Regions from separate parts of the Arachis hypogaea genome. Here region 2 is linked to region 1. A link is a contact called in public Hi-C data. All regions are on one chromosome and are shown on one strand. Each heading gives the region's core, a stretch centred on a gene start, on an enhancer-like site or on the middle of the called end of the contact. The rest is flanking DNA. Distances are from core to core; before and after follow the strand shown.

Region 1 (7,773 bases), core at 1,955-4,454:
TTTTGTTGACTGAAAACTTACATGCAAAATTATCTTATTTCGGTTTGTCAAAGATTATCCCAATCGATGGGGGCAGTCATGTTTCAACTGTTGTTGCCGGCACTGCTGGTTACTTGGACCCCAAGTAAGTAATCCAATTATTTTTGGATAATGTCAGAGAGATAACACTTTTAGCATAAAAAAATTGATTAGTATTAGTTAAAAAGTAAGACAAAAATAAGAAAAAAATTATTACTTATCTAGAATTTGTCAGTATTTTCCAAGAAAATACAAGGTGATTGATACTAATCATAAAGTTTGATGGAAATGCATTGTACAATTTAACATTTGTAAATTTTTTTTAAAAAATTTTGCAGTTACTACCAATCAAGCAGATTAACAGAAAAAAGTGATATTTATAGTTTTGGAGTTGTTCTTTTGGAGTTAATCACAAGTCAAGCAGCAATAAGAATGGCAGAAGATAATAATGATGATGATGAGAAAACTCACTTAAGTCATTGGGTTAGTTCGGTGGTGGAGAGAGGGGATATCCATGGCATTGTTGACTCGAGGTTAGGGAGAGACTTTGACTGTAGCTCTGCCTGGAAGGTTGTGGAAACAGCAATGGCTTGTGTGTCACAAAGCTCAAATGAAAGACCAATCATGAGTGAGGTATTGATTGAACTCAAGAACGCTTTGGAAATGGAATTAAGTCGAACAAAATATGGTGGTGGTGGCAACAAAAGTAATGGAGATTCATCTGTTGAACTAGTCTTTGTGAATGTACAAAAAAAATCCACTCCTCAGGCCAGGTAATTAAGAGCTTGATTGTCTAGGATCAAGCTTGTTAATAGGGTAATATTAAATAAGATCAAGGCACAATTGCAAGTGGAAAGTGATGTATTACAACAATAAGTTGGGTGATTTATAAAGTTGACTGTCCCAAAATAAATAAGACTGTTACTGTCATTCTCCATGTCAACTTGGACTTACATGCAATCCTTCTGCCTTTTTAATGATCAATCATTTGTTGGTTTTCTTTCTCTTTTTTTTAATGTATCTTTTATGCAATGAACTACATGGTTAATGAAGCAAAGGAGTTAATTGCATTCAAACAATCGATGATTATCACAGAAACTTTGGTATATATAATTGCTACCTTAACAGTGAACTCTCCCCACTAGAACTACCAAAGGAGACATTAATTAGTGATTGCAGGCTGGCCAGTAATAATCATCTCAAGTAGAACAACTCCAAAGCAATATACATCACTCTTTGAGTCTTTTCATTCAAGTAATATGGTGAATGGCTCAAGTACAGTATCAAATAAATAAAGTTAAAGTTGCTGAAATGATATTCGAATGTAGTGCAAAATGAGTAGAAAATTAAATGGAATAAAGATCACGTAACATCCAAGTAGCTGTCAAAATACTCTCCCCTTCAGCTCAAGGGTACCAGCAATTCGAGGCAGAGGTAACTAAAGATACAATGATGTACATCAATATCATATACACAGTCTATCATGAATGATGATACACCTTTATTAACTTAATCTATATCATTTTGTTTTCGTTTATAGGCGGAACTTCTTACTAAAGTTCATCACAAGTGCTTAACTACTTTAATTGTTTCAACTTGGTCTGTATTTTGTTTTTCATCAAAAACTAACCATTTGAATTGAAATTCTTAGCTTGTCTTGCAGATACTTTATGTCAAACAGACTGAATAAAAAGAGTGATATTTTTAGCTTCGAGGGTGTGAAAAGAGGGGGTTGATTTCGAACCTCCACATCCTCTCCAGTCACTCTTTATTTTCTTTTAATTAAAAGAGTAAAGCAACAACTATATATTTAAAAATTTTGATCTCAAACTAATTGGTCTTTAAAGAAAATCATTAATTTGATCCTTTATGATAATAAATGATGGACATGTATTTCTATCAATTTATCGCGTAAAATTTAGCAATAGTGTTTATATGTACTATTAATTATTGTGACGTGTCTATTTATGAAAAATCATCACGTAAATAATAACTTTTGAAATAAAATTTTACCTGTTTTAATTACATCATAGTATATAGAGAGTAGTCAATAAATGTTATATGAAAACTCAAAAAATAACAAAAGAATATATATGAACAATTTCATTTTGTTTCATTATTTACTATTATGAAAAATATAATTGATATTTTTTTAAGATTAATTAATCCAAAATTAAAATTTTTAAAGATCTGATTATCATCCTACTCTAATTAAAATGCTAACCATAATTAAATAAACAAATTGATGGAAAATAGAAAAGTTGTTGCTAGCTAGCAGCTTTACAACTGGCCAAGGCACTGATTAGAAATAATGATACTTCTTAATTCTTATTCATACTCTCCAGTCTCCACATTTATTGTACCTTATTTAGTCATCATTATATTTAATTTAATTTGAAGGAAAATAATATATAAATTTAAATTATTTTTTTAATAGATCATAGTTATAGTAGTACTAGAGACAATAGACATTTATGAATGCGCAGTAGTAGTGCATATATTCTATACATATTCAGCAAATGGCTTTTTTATTTAAATAAATTATTTGACCTACTATATTACCTGATTCTTCTAAATGATTTTCTTGAACGTGAATCTCCTAAACCTTATAATATATAAATCGTCCTAGACTCGTATGTTTTAATCCATATATTAATCATTGTATTCTGGGACGATTTATGCATGAATTGCATAGCTGAATAAAGCATAAATCGTTCTAGCCCATTGTATGTTAGAAATAACATGTAAATCGTCCTAGGCTAATCTGATTTATGCGTTTTAACCTAAAACACTCTATCCTGGCACGATTTACGTGCTTCTCCCTAACCCTCTACCACCTAGCACGATTTACGTGCAAATCCCAACCCCACAAGCCCCTAGGACAATTTATGTGAAAACCTAACCCCCACCAACCCAACACGATTGACGTCCTCAGCAGCCTAGAACAATTCATGTGTTAAGACCTAAACCCTACTTACCTTCCCACGAGTAAAGTCTCATTCGTGAGAGACTCCATTAGCGCCAAGGAGGGTAGTGGAGGGGAGGAGAGCTACGGAAAAAAATTGAAGGAAGGGTATAGTCGGCGGCGGTGGAGGGTTGGTTAGGTGGGGGAAAAGGTGGCGTCCGGTGGACAGCATTGACGGTGGGCGACGGCGGTATAATCACCATCAAACTGAGGCCTATAATCACCATCTGTGCTGGAAAACTCCCGTATCTCAGCAAAAAAATCACTACCCACACCAAATACCTGCTCCATCTGGTTCGGACTGCAGAAGTCAGAGAACAGTGTCGACGTCTTAACCCCCCCCGAAACCCCCACCGCCAAACCCACTAGGTAGCGAACCACAACCCCTCTGAACCTGTTTTGGAACCAGCCATACGACACGGTGAACTCATCGATATAGTCCTCAGGAGGAAGTTCACCGAACAACTCTTCAAACCACTGCCACGCAGGCTTTCCACCCTCCATCAACTGCTCAAAGTCACTGAGACAACCACTAACTGGAAATCTATCAACAGGGAAGCCGAATTGATATGCCACATCCTGTAAAGTCACAGTGCACTCCCCAAATGGCATATGAAAAGTGTGAGTCTCTGGACGCCATCGCTCAACAAAGGCACTAATCAGTGGCTAATCCAGCTTAAACCAATAATCATTCAGCCTAGCAACATGCAGCAACCCGGCGCTATCTAGGTAAGGCATAATACGGTCATGCAATATCATCTTTGTTACCTATGGATAGTTTGTACATATCGGGTTGGCTGATAACAGAATAACAAGCACAGTCAGTCACAACTCAACATCGCACAACAACAAAAAACATATATAAGAAATCAACCTCAGCCCTAAACCAAACATGAACCATACCTATCCTAAGCATGTTAACCTTAACGTTTTACAAATTTCTAACACAACAAGCATTTTTTTTCAAAAGAATCACATTCTTATAACTAAACACATCAACGTCATTGACTATATCAGTTGTAAAACAAATTAACCACTAACCTCTTCGTCGATAAAACCTGCCATGTGCGCGATGCCGTTCAATCGGTACATGTTACCTTCGTTCCTCGCCATCTTGCACCGCCCTCCAACGCCACCAAACCAGCATTCAACCACCGCCAACAAAACCTTCAACCGCCGCCGTCGTCCACCGTCAACGCCGTCCACCAGACGCCACCTCTTCCCCGACCTAACCAACCCTCCATCGCCGCCGACTACACCCTTCCTTCAATTTTTCCCCGTAGCTCTCCTCCCCTCCACTACCCTCCTCGGCGTTAATGGGGTCTCTCACGAATGAGACTTTACTCGTGGGAAGGTAAGTAGGGTTTGGGTCTTAACACATGAATCGTTCTAGGCTGCTGAGGGGTGTATATATGCACGTAAATCGTGCTGGGTTAGTGGGGGTTGATAAACCCCGTTTTTAGGATTTATCTTGTATAGATTTTGAGGGTTTTATCAATGATCTTTCACACTTACTCATATAAAAATGCATAATTTTGTGTTCATCTCCCAATTTTGCCTCATGGATGAAAACATGCTTCTTTTGCATTGCATTAGATATATTTTAATCCTCCTCTATTACCATTCGATGCCGTGATCCGTGCGTTAAAGTGATTTCAGAGATTATAGGGTTAGGATGGCTTGGAGGAGAGGATGGAAGCATGCATAAAGGGAAGGAGCATGAAAATTGGATCTTTGGAATTTTGAGCAAGGACGCGTGCGCGCATTTGGCGCGTATGCGCGGATGCACGCCGTTGTGACCAGCACGAGAGAGCTGAAGTCAGGAGCTGACGTATTTAGCGGCTGTGCCAGAACCTCAAGGGACACGCCCACATACTTCACGTCTGTGCGCGGATCACAAAAACCCCAGGGACGTGTACGCGTGCTGTGCGCATACGCGCCGATGGCCTCACGTGATTTTTTAAGAAGAAAACGTAACCAGCGATTTCAGGTAGTTACTAACCCTGTTTTGGGGCAGAGTTCTGGCGGGAAGAGCACAAGAAGACCAAGGATTGAAGGGCTTGGGATCCATTCACTCATTAGACACATTTTCTAGATATTTTTCATTAGTTAGTTACATTTTGTAGAGAGAGAAGTTTCAACCTCTCTCTAGGATTTCATTCTCCATTGTAATTCTCCTTTGATTTCTTGGTGAGATCAATTGCTAATTCACTTTTGTTTTGATACAAGTTGTAGATCTACTATTCTCCTACTCTCAATTTGTGTTCTTTTGATTCATTCACTCTAGATCTATGAACACTTTGTTACTTTGATTTGGATCAATGAATTGAGGTATTTTCATATTCATCAATTGTAATTGTTTGATTGTTTGATGATTGTTGTTTGAATTCAACTCTTTTCTCTCAATTTCATGATGTCTTCTATGAATGCTCACCAAATGTTTGATGAAATGATAACCCTAGCTATGGAGTAGAATTTCCTTACTTGGCTTAGGGGTTGAGTTATTGGAGACACTTGAGTAGTGGATATCAATTGTTGATTAGGAATTGAGAATTGCTAATTGACTTGGAGGACACTAAAGCTAGACTTCCCAAGGGTTAGACTAAAACTTGTGACTCAAGTTAGTTACTTTCACTTGACTTTCCTCCATAATTAGGGGTCAACTAAGTGAAGCAACACTCAATTGTTATCACAATTAAAGAAAACTATAATGATGGAACTTCCAATGCTCACCCTTGGCCAAGGCTTTTATCTTGATTGATTGTTGTTTACTTTTTGTTAGCTTACATTTTCATACCAACTCTCAAAATCACAAAAGACTTCCTAATCAATAATGTGCATTCTAAGGCAATTCCAATAGTGTGGGGAGGTTGATAAACCCCGTTTTTAGGGTTTATCTTGTATAGATTTTGAGGATTCTATCAATGATCTTTCACACTTACTCATATAAAAATGCATGATTTTGTGTTCCTCTCCCAATTTTGCCTCATGGATGAAAACATGCTTCTTTTGCATTGCATTAGATATATTTTAATCCTCCTCTATTACCATTCGATGCCGTGATCCGTGCGTTAAGTGATTTCAGAAATTATAGGGCTAGGATGGCTTGGAGGAGAGGATGGAAGCATGCATAAAGGGAAGGAGCATGAAAATTGGATATTTGGAATTTTGAGCAAGGACGTGCGCGCGCACCTAGCGCGCACGCGCGGATGCGCGCCGTTGTGACCAGCGCGAGGGAGCCGAAGCCAGGAGCCGACGTATTTAGCGGCTGAACCAAAACCTCCAGGGACGCGCCCGCATACTTCACGCCTGCGCGCGGATCACAAAAACCCCAGGGACGCGTACGCGTGCTGTGCGCGTACGTGCCGATGGCCGCACGTGATTTTTTAAGAAGAAAACATGACCAGCGATTTCAGGCAGTTTCTAACCCTGTTTTGGGGTAGGGTTCTGGCGGGAAGAGCATAAGAAGACCAAGGATTGAAGGGCTTGAAATCCATTCACTCATTAGACACATTTTCTATATGTTTTTCATTAGTTAGTTACATTTTGTAGAGAGAGAAGTTCCAACCTCTCTCTAGGATTTCATTCTCCATTGCAATTCTCCTTGGATTTCTTGGTGAGATCAATTGCTAATTCACTTTTGTTTTGATACAAGTTGTAGATCTACTCTTCTCCTACTCTCAATTTGTGTTCTTTTGATTCATTCACTCTAGATCTATGAACACTTTGTTACTTTGATTCATTCACTCTAGACTAAGACTTGTGACTCAAGTTAGTTACTTTCACTTGACTTTTCTCCATAATTAGGGGTCAACTAAGTGAAGCAACACTCAATTGTTAATACAATTAAAGAAAACTATAATGATGGAACTTCCAATGCTCACCATTGGCCAAGACTTTTATCTTGATTAATTGTTGTTTACTTTTTGTTAGCTTACATGCTCATACCAACTCTCAAAATCACAAAAGAATTCTTAATCAATAATGTGCATTCTAAGGCAATTTCTAGGGAGGACGACTCGAGACTAATATTCTCGATTATAGATTGTAGAATTGTTTGATGCAGAATTTGCGTGTTGGTTAGACTATACTCATGATTTGACTTATCACCATTTTTATACCGACATAAAAATAACGTTCATCAGGGTTAGGTTTCTACATAAATCGTCTAGGAGTTTGTGGGGTTGGGATTTGCACGTAAATCGTGCTAGGGAGTAGAGAATTAGGGAGAAGTACGTAAATCGTGCCAGGGTAGAGTGTTTTAGGTTAAAACGCATAAATGATATTAGTCTAGGACGATTTACATATTATTTCTAACACACAATGGGTTGGGACAATTTATGCCTTATTCAGCTATGCAATTCATGTATAAATCGTCCCAGGGTACAATGATTTATATATTGATTAAAACACACGTGTCTAGGACGATTTATATATTATAAGGTTTAGGGGATTCACGTTCCAAAAAACTATTTAGGGGAATCAGGTAATATAGTAGGCCAAATAATTTATTTAAATAAAAAAGCCTCAGCAAATTAAAGCAATATGTAGTGTCCAAAGTTAATTGGTGTATATGCCAAGAATCAGAAGCAGCATGTGTATAACACAACATTTACATTTTTAACACTAAGCATTATATATTGTGCTTGCTCGCTCATTTTTGTCCGTAATCTTTATATCATTCTTTAAAGAATAATAATGTTAGTATTTGAATATTGTTTTGAAACCATCTCTTCTAAAATTTAATTTAATAAAAGTAGATATATAAATAGTTATTTTTAATATATTTT
Region 2 (7,773 bases), core at 3,567-6,066, 55 kb before region 1:
ATTTTGAACCAATATAAATTAATATTTTTTTATAAAAAATGACTTAAGATCGATTTAAAATTTGATTCACTATTTTTTGTCAAATTAATTTATCTAACCTAATTTTAACAAAATAATACAATTTAATCAATTATATTTATTAAATTTTAATTTTTAAAAAATATCTTAAAAAAACGTTTTAATCGTTTTTATCAAAGTAATTCCAATAAAAGATTCCTTTTCAACGTTTGTATTAACATTAGTGTAATCATCATGTTACGCATAAGATTCAAGATTGATATATTACTCGAGCATATTTCATTACGCAAATTATTAAATATCTAATTAATTACTTAATTATTGTACTTGATGTTTTCCTAAGACAGCGGAAGCATAACATGGCTCAACCAGCAGACAAATATTTGTTTTCTTATTAGTTTATTTTCCAAAAATATAGATTTATTAATTAATTGTATTAATTATTATTATTTATTATTGTCGTATCTGTTGCTTACATGGAGCTCAAGATCCAACATGAGTTAGACAGGAAGTCCTAGACCCCTATCTTAAATTAAGATTAATAATTAATTATTCTAGCAATTAATTAACTATACTAAAAGTTAATTAGTTAGTGGAAATTCATGCTTCTGATTTTCAGGGACCCATCCACTAGCTAGAGGATAAAAAATTTGTTCACCATTAATTCATTAGAAGTAAAAGACAAATTTAACCATTATTCACCCCAACACGAATGCAGCTGGCATATGCAATTTGTGATGCACCATGAACAAATTAAAGTAGTATCATCAATCATATAGAGTAGTTTTACTAATTAATGTGAATTATAGTAAGAACTTTATTAAGATTTTATGTAGAACTTTCAATTTTGCTATATATGTAGAGGAATGAAAATAAATGTCGTCCTCCATCCTTAGCTAATTAAGCTGAATGATATGATTAAAGATGTCACATTGTCACCTTTATTGGTTTAAATGCATCAGCATATGACATCAATGACTTGTGCCATTGTCATTGACATGTGCTCTTTCCTTTAAGGTTATAAGGTTTCACTTTTCTTCCTTTTCTTCCTAAACGTTATATTTTTTTCCATTATTCTATATATTCGAGTAAGACACAACACGTTCCGAGACTAAATCTTTCAAGTGTGTTTTCAAATTTACAGTTTTTATTATTTTAATTTAAAATTATTTATATTAATTCTTGAAATTTAATTTTGGACATTATATTAATTTTTAGACTTTTTTCAATATCCAATTAACAACTTAAGTACTAAATTAATTCTAATTTGTCACGTTAGACACATGACTAATTTATTTTAACATTTAAACAAGATAAAAACGAGAAGAAGAAGAAGAGTTTATATGATAAAAAAATCATTATATTTTCTTTCATTCTCTAAAAAATTGTTTTTGCCTTATTTAAAAACTAAAATAAAAAAAAAATATGGCTAGTCTTAGTATTCTGTTCGTTGATTCAACGCTGAAAAGAGTTTAAAAATCAATATAATGCCTAAAATTGAATTTTTAAAGTCAGTATAATAAATTTTAAATTTAAAAAATTAAAATAATAAAAATCATAAATATCAAGAACCATTATAAAAATTTAGTCTAATTTAAATTATCATCACAAAGATACCTTTAAAATAATTGACAAATTTACAATTTAATTTTGATTTATCAATAATATAAAATAATTTTATACATATATTAATTATATAAATAATTATTCAAAAAAACGAATATATAATTTAATGATTACGTAAAATATTTTACTATATCACAGCATCAAATTAAACTCGATAAGCTTATTCATTTAATATTATTACTTTACTTGCAAAACATGATTTTGGATGAAAAGGGTACTATATATGTTGGATCTATCACTACTATAACTATATATCATCATCTTTTGTTTCAATAATTAACCTATGTATGTCTAGCTGTCCTGTAGCGAGTTTGGATGCGTGCATCATGATCTATGCACTTATCTACACCTAACAGGGGACCATCATAATTATTTTAATATAATTATCATCTAAATCAGTGTTAATTAAGATTAATAATAAGATTCTATTCATGACCATGAACCCCAAGAAGAACTGTATGTATCTTCTTCTATTCCGCCTAGTGTGGTACATAAAGCATATTTTAATTTGTACCTTTCCTAATACTATCTCGCTTTCCTTTTTCAACTTTTTCTTACCCCAAATAATAAAAAAAAAAAATAGGAATAAGGGAAAAATATATGTGGGGACTATAAGGTTGGAGTAGGTGAGAATGAGTCCACTCTTAATTGAAGAAGTGGCATATAGAAACAAAACTTGTTATGAAAATGAAGGTAGCAAAAAAAAACCATGGTCATAAATTCATATCATGTGGCCTAAAACTGACATGTGCCTAAGGTAGCGTTTGGTGGAGAGACAGATACTGAAAGACTGTGACTGAGAGACAGAGACTAAGAGACAGAGACTGAAATAAGTTTTAGTATTCTGTTTGGTGCCAAGTGAGAGACAAAAATTGAAACAAGAATAAAATTCTAATTTAATTTACACAAAGGATAAAATTGGAATTAATTAATTAAAATGAGAATATTTTAGGTATAAAATGTTATTAAAGTTTCGGTCTTTGTTTCTAAAAATATCAGTCCCCTGTGTCCCTACATTTTGGAGGCACTGAAATACTGAAATTTTGGGGACAGAGACAGAAACTTTAGTACCAGTCTCTGAGCCAACAAACATGATACTGTGTCTCAGTCTCTTAGTCGTCTCAGTCTCTGTCCCAGTACTGTAAAACAAACACTACCTAAGATATGTGCAATCAGCATGAGATACGGTAGGAAAGTTGGAAGTAGGAAGCTTCAAGGGTTAAAATATCATACTCTCCCAATAAATTATACAATAGGAGATGAAACTAGGGGCAGCTAAATAAATACCATAAAGAATAAGAAAAATGCTAGGTTTAAAATATTTCATACAATGTATTATGTAGTTAATACAACTATGGCAATAATAATAATAATAATATATATGTACAAGAAACATGATGTTTATGTTTTTTTTGGCAGCAACCAAGCATGCACTAAGAAACAAGCATGCAATGCCAAAATTCGTTTTGACAATGGATAAAATGTATTCCCCACAATTTAGTTATATATACGTCCGGAAGACAAGGAGCCGTATAAATCTATAAGGCTTTTTTTTTTTTCATTATTATTTTTTTTATTTCTGCTTGAGAATCCATATATCCTAAAACTTAGTTCATATTTGAAAATTAAATACTTATTAAACACTTTTTCTGATAGAATTTTTTTTTCGGTTAATAATGTATTTTTATTTCTCTTTATTGTTTATAAAAAATTATTAGTTCTCTAACAAAATTAATTTTTTAAATTATTATATCTACGAATGACCAAATTTATAAGCTAAGATTTCTAAAGATGATATGAAATAATAGTTTCCTTTATATATGTCATATATGAACATAACTCTTGCATTGCTACAGCAAAGAATTGCTAAGTAGATCCACATAGTTTTTTTTTTAATGAAAAAATAAAAATTGTAAAAAACATTATTAGAGATATAATTATTTATATATTTTTTATTAATTTAAATTAAAAAATAATAATTTGACGACATGCTATCAAAAATTACGCAAAATTCACACAAAGACGAAGAAGTAGATATCTTAATATGAAACAAGAAACTAGCAAAGTGCTATGATATAATTAAAAAAAAAAAGGAAGAAAAGAATTGCAAGTTAAAAAGTTAAAGGCATGAGTTAAAAAGTTAAAGGCATGAGCATGATGGGTATGTGAAGACATAGATAGAGAAGAGAATTATATTGCACAAGTTCCCATCTCTGATTAGTGATGTACCCTTCTCCGATCTCCCTCCCTTCCATCTTTTGAAAATTAAAGTTGCAACCAAAAAAGGCAGATCAGATACTTAACCCTATTTCCCACACTAATCATAACAATTAATCATTAACAACCCAAATTCCAATGTGAGAAGATAGAGGAAATAAAGAAATTAACAAGGTGAATAAGTAGTGAAGTGAAGTATATAGCAAAAGCAAGAAAATTAATTAGCAAAACATGGATCCAAAAACACAACATTATTATTCATCTCTCTTTCTTTTCAATTCACATGCTTCGAGCTAACATCTCTTGAAACCTTCTATCAGATTCTTGCTTCTCCAACCTGAACTTCTCATGGCAATTCGCAATGAACATTTCAGCCAACACATCAATCTCATTCATCTCTTTCTCTTTCTCTTTCTCTTTCTCTTCACCTTCTTGAACCTTCTTCTCCTCAAGCCACCTTAGATACCCTGCAAGTTGCAAATCGGGACAATCCTCACCACCATTGTTACTCTGAGTTGTTGATGATTCTTCACAGCATAACCCTTCATAGACCCGTTGAGGAACCGGCAAAACATGTGACGATTTCGAAGAGCACCAATTATAATGAAGCCTAAAAGATCCCATTATAATCTTATTGCGGCGCTTTTTTTGCGACGAAGAAGAAGTGTAGGGAAAGTGAATAATATTATTGGTAGGGTTATTGAGAATGTCAAGCATAAATTCCTTGACCTTAGATAGTGCACGAATGATTCTACACATGTGGGAGACTATTAGGGTGTGGATGATTCTCTTTAGTTTCATGGAGCTTAAGGTTGAAGTTGAAGATGATGATGATGGTAGTGTTGATGCTTTCACTGAGAATACTTGAAGATTATTGTTATTATTATTATTATTGCTTCTCACATTTGATGAGTGGCTAAACATTTTTTCTCTTTTTCTTTGTGGCAGGTGGATATACAACTATACATACATATAACACTATGCTCTCTTATTTATATATATAAGGTGTGAAAAATGGTCTTCCCTTATTTCCATTTTTGCCCTTTCGCTTTTAGTTTATTTAAAGGACTATGCCATTAATTATCTTTTTCCTGTGGAAAAAATAAAAAGAATTAAATAGTAAAAAATGCAGTAATAGCATGCCATTGTTCTTTTTTCTTTTCTGGATATGCTTGCTTGGGATAAGATACCCGCTTGCCCGGTTCAAATTTTTTTGGATATAGTTTAGTTTAATTTGTGATCTATGCCACTTGATGAATATATACATTTTTTTTCAATACTTGATAATAAAAAAGATAAAATAAAAACCGTCAAAATTTATTTTATTAATTCTCATTAGAATTAATAAATATTAAATAAAATAAATTTAATTTTTTTTATTATTATTATTTTTTGTCAGTATCTTTTAGGTTGGATTTCAAATTTTCGACATTTTGCTTAAATACACTAGTGAGTTAATTACGGGACTAATTCAACTTTGTTAGTTATAAATTGTAATATATACAAAGAAGCATATTAAAGATCGTTAGGAGATAAAACGAACTCTATAAAAAATATAAAAGTTCGGCAGAGATCAGGCGAATTCTATATAAATTATAGAATTCGTCGAGGTGCAGAAACTTGTTCTAAATGCAAAAAAAAAATCATATTTAAAAAATTAAAATTAAAAAATTAGATTTGGAAAAATAATTTTTTATTTTATTTCAATTAAAAATCCATAAATCTATTGTATATATAGCGTAGTACTGTTAAGCCGTTCGAGAACGGTGATTAAGGCTTAAGAATCGCCAGCGCATTAAGAACCGTATTAGAATTATTTAATTATTGATTATTCCAATAGCTACTAGTACGTAGGAGAAGAACCAGGATTAAATAAATGATTCATTTAATCTAATTAATGCTTGAAGAACACAGACAAGTAGTGGTCTTAATGGCTTATTGCTAAGAACTTTCGTTCAAACTACTAGTAAATTTAATTTGCATCCAAAGTTGGGAACTTATGGTATATGCGTACGTACTTTGATACCTTATTTACGTAGATCTTTAATTAATTATTTTGCCTTATCTTATGTAGTATTAGTATCACTCTGAGAAGAACATGTGTCACTGGTTGACGTAAGAAAATAGATCAGCATAACAACGATAATATTTAGACTAACAATAATCCACATCCACAATTATAATAATAGTAAGAATAATTTTATACTTTTACTAAAAATGATTTAGGAAAAATATGATAGGATTTGCTAATCAAAAACATTCTATGCATTTTAAGTCTTAAAATTATTTAATTAATCAGTCTCGTTATATATACAAATTTTTTTGGCAAATAAATCTAAACAAATTAATTCTAACCCAACAAAATTTACTTATAAATGTTTGTATTTCGCTTTCCTCCTTCTCCTCTTCTTTTTTTATATTTTTCTTTCTTCGTATTCTTTTTTTTTTGTGTGTCGTTCTTTTTATTACTGGTGTTGATACTATATTTTTTTCTCTCCTCCTCTTTTTATTGATTTTATAATATTATGTATTTTTTGTTTGATTTTTTTCTTCAAAAAAATTATAAAAAAATAAAAAAGTAGCAGCAACAAAAAATAAGAAAGAAGAAGAAAAAAAATTAAATTATATAGAATCTATTAAAATACAACGATAATATTAGACTAACAATAATCCACATGCACAATTATAATAATAAATAATAATAGTAAGAATATATAATTTTATACTTTTACCAAAAATGATTTAGGAAAAATATGATAGGGTTTGCTAATTAAAATCATTTTATGCATTTAAGTCTTAAAACTATTTAATTAATAACATGTGTTATATGACAATTAATTAAGGTGGGGTTAGTTACCGACTTAAATCAAATTGAAAAGTAATTAACCTGGATTGATAAGTATGCATGCGCTATCAAGTATCAAAGAACTCTTGTCTCTATCTTCCCTTCAAATTAAAGAACTAAAAATCGAGTGGTAAGTAGACACATACAATGTAAATGGCTCCGTTTCATGCACGAAAATAAAACAATACAATTTATATATTTAAAAACAAATCTGACAAAAAGTAGGCAAAGGTAGATAGCAAAATTTGTTATCATCCTAATTAATCTTATATGGATAATTGGTTCACACGTTAATAATTAATAATCAACTAACAATACACTTATAAGGATTATGATTTTGCATCTTCTGCAATAAAAGAAGGAGAAGTCTAGGGCTAGCAGATTTGTTAAAATTTGAACAATACTTAGTCAGCAAAATAAAAATGAGTAATTTTTTATTATTAGATAAAATCTTACACTATTAAATATATTATTGATGATTAATTAATGGCTATAACTCACAAAATTTACTGTCTCTCTAACACTCTTCATAAAAGAATTCAAAATAAGTGGCTATAGATTTTTAATTTTGAAATATGAGAATAATTTCATATTTATATTAGCTATTGATTTTTTAATTTTGAACCATGTGAGATTGGGTAATGCTTTCAAATATTAATAGCAGCAAAAAATAGTAATAATAACATAACAAAAACATAAATAATAATATTATTGTAAAGTTTTATATTTTTTAATAATATAATTTTTAAAACGTGTATAAACATCGAATTTTTGTTTACCTTGTATAGTTTTTGAAATTAAATTAGGCAATATCGGAACTTCCTTCTTTATTTAATTTTTGAAAAAAATCATAAACGACTTTTGACAATTATTTTGAGAAATAATGATGTTCTCAACAAAAATAAATACTTTTTTTGCCTTTAATATTTATTTTTATGATACTTTGTTAATATTTTTTATTTGTATTAACGGAATAAGTTTACATGACATGTTAAACAGTTGATTTATCCATTAAAAATTAACTAGAATTATTAACAAATTTCTTTTTATTGAAAGTCTTATTGTCT

The links. A called contact is a pair of places that touch in the nucleus more often than the background predicts.
Region 2: a Hi-C map of an unstated tissue shows a contact between it and region 1, with 2.4 times the contacts expected there. The contact joins the promoter of LOC112696108 here to the enhancer-like site in region 1.

What each region holds. Positions count from the first base shown.
Region 1 is chr6:12,909,017-12,916,789 of arahy.Tifrunner.gnm2.J5K5, reverse strand. No RefSeq gene overlaps it. Among protein-coding and RNA genes, the nearest start is that of LOC140173606, 14 kb to the left of the region's middle. Within about 2 kb of position 3,204, at least 1 of the 3 cell types and tissues checked has open chromatin away from gene starts, as enhancers often do.
Region 2 is chr6:12,965,543-12,973,315 of arahy.Tifrunner.gnm2.J5K5, reverse strand. LOC112696108 reads right to left here and starts at 4,816. Exons shown (of 1, transcript XM_025748712.2): 1 at 4,043-4,816. The coding sequence starts at 4,785. The coding sequence ends at 4,141.